Linked DNA regions of Gossypium hirsutum: region 2 is linked to region 1. The links are chromatin contacts, called in public Hi-C maps. All regions are on one chromosome and are shown on one strand. Each heading gives the region's core, a stretch centred on a gene start, on an enhancer-like site or on the middle of the called end of the contact. The rest is flanking DNA. Distances are from core to core; before and after follow the strand shown.

Evidence for each region. Hi-C and Micro-C count contacts between places; a contact is called where the count stands out from the background.
Region 2: a Hi-C map of leaf shows a contact between it and region 1, with 2.1 times the contacts expected there. The contact joins the promoter of LOC107886814 here to the promoter of LOC121230411 in region 1. A contact is called at or near these places in 5 of 34 Hi-C or Micro-C datasets (callus, leaf and seedling).

The regions. Positions count from the first base shown.
Region 1 is chrA01:117,724,274-117,726,973 of Gossypium_hirsutum_v2.1, reverse strand. LOC121230411 (ACT domain-containing protein ACR10) reads left to right here and starts at 1,270. Exons shown (of 6, transcript XM_041115112.1): 1 at 1,270-1,559; 2 at 1,663-1,896; 3 at 2,520-2,625. The coding sequence starts at 1,406.
Region 2 is chrA01:117,899,986-117,902,814 of Gossypium_hirsutum_v2.1, reverse strand. LOC107886814 reads right to left here and starts at 1,281. Exons shown (of 10, transcript XM_041115194.1): 1 at 1,146-1,281; 2 at 957-1,032; 3 at 1-33.

The DNA.
Region 1 (2,700 bases), core at 21-2,520:
AATGAAAATATATATTTAAAATAAAAAATGTAGTTTTCATTTGTGCTTTGCTGGATTGATCATTAACAAGTGGTGAGATCCTATTGGATGAGAAACTTTGTATTAATTTTAATATTATTATTAGAAAAAAAAACTCGAAACGGTGACGTATAGTTGACAGATGACAAAAGGTAACTTTTCCCAGGAACCTAGGTTTTAAAGCCTTAGAAAGTCACGTGACCAATGGGGACCATCCAGAAAATACGACACGTGATGGCGGTAGCCCGTGTGCAGGTGAGTCACGCTCGGGTAACGTAAATGCTGACCCAATGGAGTGAAAGTAACAGGTAAAATCAAAATATCTTCATTTCCGGTTGATATTAAATTCCATAAAAAACTTGGTATAATTATAGAGGAATCCCCGATAATAAGAGATAAATTGTATTTCATTCATTTTATTAAAAATTATTAAATTAATTTTATATTTTAGATTAAAGAGCAAAATGATCATTTTGTTAAAAATTTTATTTATTTGTTATTAAAAACTAGTCCCTATACATTAGTATGAGATATATGTGGCACGTCACGTATCAATGTCTAATTATTGCGCCAGCCGCGCTAGTTTTTAATAGTATAAATAGATAAAACTTTTAATAGAAATGATCAATTTGCTCTTTAAATTAACTTACAAGGACTAATTTGGATATTTTTTGAGTAGATGGAATAAAATATAATCTTGCTCTTGGTATAAAGGTTTCCGTGATAACTTTACCATAAAAATAATTAAAATATGAAATAAAATAGATATTATTATACAAATATGGCATGAATAAATTTTTGTTTCAAATTTTATCTAATAGAAATAGTAATTTTATTAAAACTTATATACATATAAAAAATTTAGCAAATTATATTTATTTTCAATAATGTTGAAATCGAATTTAGATTGAAAATCGACCAATACATCAATCCGAAACAATAAGAAGAATCGTTCGCGCTCATGATTGAACCTAATTTTATAATTTTTAATTTTTTTAATTTTTTTAATAATTTATTTTCGTCACTAATGCAATATGAACCAAAGTATTCTGGAGATTGCATACCGTCTTTTCTATTTTCTAATAATTAAAAAGTAAATTAATTATTTTATTAAAAATTTCCTCCATTACATTAGCATCAGTATGAGGTGCACAAATGGACGAAAATTAAAAAAAAAAGAAAAGAAAAGAGCGATTTACTCGTAGAAAAATTAATTTACTAATTTTTTTAATTAGGAAGTAAAAATGCAAGTACTTTTACACTTAATATTCTCTGGGACCTTCAAAAACAGCCAAATGAAAGCACTCCCAGCCCCCAAATGAATAAAAATCAAGAATCATTCAATGGTTTTTTTGTTTTTCTGAAAGCTTAGAATAAGAACAAAGCTATGGGTATCCTACACGACGACGTAGTGATCATAAATCAATCAAAGAATGAAGCAGAACCCAGTGTCATCACCATTAACTGCCCTGACAAAACCGGTTTAGGCTGTGATTTATGCCGTATCTTACTCTTTTTTGGTCTCACCATTGTTAGAGGGGGTAAAAAACTAAAAACCCAGTTTTGTATTTCAGTTTTGATTTTGTGAAGATATTGAGAATTTGATATTTTGACTTTTTTATGGTCTTTTTTTTTTTTGTGAAGATGTGTCAACAGATGGGAAATGGTGTTACATAGTGCTTTGGGTGATTCCTAAGCCAATTATAAAATGGGATACTTGTAGATGGGAATTGTTGAAGAACAGATTAATTGGGACTTGCCCTTCTTGTTCTTCAGCTTTTGGTATTTCATATTACAGTTCTGAATTACCGTCTTCAATGGTTACAGATGTGTTTCTTATCAAGCTTTTTTGTTATGATAGAAAAGGCCTTTCACATGGTAAGCTTTTGTTCTTGATTCGGGGTTCTTTCATTATATTGAATTTTAGGATTGCTAAGATCTTTTATTTTTGGTTAAATTCTTTAGTCTTTATACTCTGTGAAATTTGTGGATTTAGTCCCTGTATTTTAGTCTGACTCAAACGCTAGTAGTTAAATTCGTTTGGTTAAAAACAATTACTAGTCTTTTGCTATGCGAACTGTTATAGATTTAGTATATCTTCTCCGATTTGAAATTCCAAGTTCTTTATATCTTCGAATTTTGAAATTTCAATTTTGTTGCAAATGATGGTAGTTAATCTATTAACTAGGTTTTAGTGAGTACTATATGAAAATAACAAGCTAACATGGCATGAGACTTATGATAATATGTTTGTCCCATCAAATTTTGGAAATAACCATAAAATTTTGGAAATAACCAAACTTAATGAATTTAACAATTTATTGTTTGTTGAGGACTGAAATTTTAAAATTTGAGAAGTAAAAAGTACAGGGACTGATATCAGAATTTAACTTTTAACTTTCCTCTTTGTTAGTTTCGTCAATCATAGATGAATTTGTGCATTGAAAATGTGGGTCTAAACTATATTTAGTGAATGAATTATAGGTGCTTTTTCATGGCAGATATCACAACAGTTCTTTGTAATCTCGAACTCAATATAAAGAAAGTGAAGGTATCGACAACTCCGGTCGGGACGGTGATGAACTTGTTCTTTGTCACTGATACAAGGTTTTGTATTACAAGTTCCCTTTGGTTATATACGTATTATGTTCGATTTGCTTTGATCAGTTAGGCTTCTTTTAA
Region 2 (2,829 bases), core at 32-2,531, 180 kb before region 1:
TTCAAGACCTGCATTCATGTTTCCAGTTTTTCCCTACATCAAATGGAAAGAAATTGATAAAATTATTGTCCTTGGGACATCAAAAAATAGTTGACTTAACAAATCCAGGCAAAATGGCAAACAGACATTCACAATTCCACTAATTAACTTCAAGGAAGGAATTTTAAATAAACAAACACTTTTGAGTTAATCATCAAAATAGTACTCAGTATCGTACTTGTGTACCTTCACTTTGTCATACTTTTGTTTAAGGTAATACATATTTATATAAACTTTGGTGCGTTAATAATTCATGCTATATAGATTTTGACTAGTTCATGAATTCCTGTCATGTTTGTATTATAATTTGTGTCCTCTAGTATTTTAATTTCTTTTCCCCATGTAATGTAATTGTATAGTGTTCTAAGTTGCTATAGACCTTATATTCTCACCTGCATCAGAAATTATAACCTTTAAAGAGACTAATTAGTACAACTAAATATCAACAAGCCAATGAAGATTCTAGCCATGATACAAATTTACAATAAACAAAAATCCCAGAATACTAAAAGATGAAAATGATAAACTTCAAGTCTATAAATTTCAACTAGTAATCTAACATTTAAAAAAATTTCATGAACTGCAAGTAGAATTTCAAATAAAAAACGATTTTGCAATTTCAATACCTAACATTCCTTAGATAAATATAATATATACATATACATACAAAGAGCCTACTCTAGCTGCTTAGCTCAGCTAAATTTTAAAATTTTCATTTCCTAATCTCGCGAAAAAAAAGGAACAAAAAAAAATTTGAAGAAGCTTATCCACTTTACTAAAACATGAAAACCGACGAGACAAAAAAAAATCCAAACAAATTTTCTTTTCCGTTTTCTTTTTCCCGGTGTTTTCTCAGTAACCAAACAAACACTAAAATCGCAAGCTGTTAAACTAAGGGGAAAAAAAACTAAACATACCTCATTTCATCTGTAAACAACACGGCAACCACTTATCACTCTCCGATCTACTTAATTTCCAGCTCAAAACAGAAGCCTTTAATAAAAGTATAAAAGAAAAAAAGAACACAAATTCAAGATCTGATATAATATATGAAAACAAATAAAAAATCTCAATTAAAAAAAAAAAACAAAGGAAAAAAACCTGACCTTTGAGATCAAGATAAAGAGAGAGTGTTCAGTGAAAATAAAAATAAAATTAAATAAGCGAATGTTCGAAAGAGTAAAGCTTAAAACCGCCAAGAAATAAAAAAAAATGATGAAAAAGTAAAAAAAAAAAAAAGTATATATAACGGAATCGAAACGGATTTTTATTTTACTGAACATTGAGGAATGTTATGGTTTAATTCAGTTTTAGTCCTTCTACTTCCTTCTATTTTAATTTGACTTAATTTATAGGTTAAAATCTACTCTAAATTCTTTAATATTTTTATATTTGTAATTTAATCCCTATATTGTTACTTTTTGAAATTTAGTTCTCTACTTTTTGAATTTTCAAAAGTTAGGTCCAATTTGTTTACATTATGAAAATTCATTTATTAAATTTATTGATGTGATATTTTGAAATAACAAAAATATTTATTTGGTGGCCATGTAACAAAAGAAGTTTAACAAGGGTAACAATCGAACTTGAATTTCTAAATCTAAAAAATAAAGGTTAATTTTCTTAAAATAAAAAGAAGTGGGATTAAATTCTAAATATACAAAAAGTACAAAAACTTAGGATATATTTCAACCTTTTTGTATAATATTATTCAGCCGCACAATGAAAATTTAGTCACCTAATTATGTTTTTTTTTGTTATTCAATCATGAAAAGTTACAAAATAGTCACTCAATTATTTAATTTTTCCATTTTTGATCACCCAACTATCTTGAATTGTTGAACGCTTTCATTTTTATGTTAGTCAGTTGGTGACAAAAAAAGATAAAATTGAATAATTTGACAACTATTTTCTAACTTTTCATAGTCAAGTGACCAAAAAAGAAAAAGAAAATAATTAGATGATCTCTACCATAATTTACCCATGATAAATTTACAAGACAATTGAGTATTTTTTTTCAAAAAAATCCACATCATATAACTATGTTATCAATTTGAATTCAGAAATAGAGAACTAAACTATGTGAAATTATAGTAAAGAGATTAAACTTAAATTATAACATAAAAGGAGGACTAAATTATAATTAAACATTTTTTTGGTTTAAGTGGGTAATATAAAGTGCCTGTCATGTCCGGGGATTCCTTGTCTGTGACGGTGACCCACAAAAAACAAAGTAGTGTATGATTTTATCTTTATATTATTGCATTGTGTAGTGTGTACGTAGTAATTTTTTTGACGGTGATGTAATAGGCGTTAGATGTGCAAAAAAGGCGTGTTTGGAAGCGAGTAAATGCGGCAACTTGATGTGTTCGGCTTTGGGCTTTGGATGTAAGTTGATCGGCTCAGCCCATGGAATAAACCCTTTTGGGGATAGCTAATCTTCGGATCCCAAAGCTGACGTTTGGATGTTCTCTAAGCCACCCACTTGGCCACTCACCGGCTCGACTTGGCCTTTCGAGGTTTTTGTGGGACCCAACTCAGTGGAGGACTACTAAAATTAAAATATTGATTTATACGTTTCGAACTTGTTCTAAAATAACTTCATTTTTAATTTTTTTCTTAATATTTTATTATAGTGAACAATAATTTTAATTTTAATTCTAATTAACTAATCTTAATATAAATTTATTATATATATTCAAGCTAATCTCATATGTAAAACTTTACTTTGACTTGCCCCAAAACCAAAATTTACAATAAAAAAAATTTTCGACCTTATTAAATTAAATC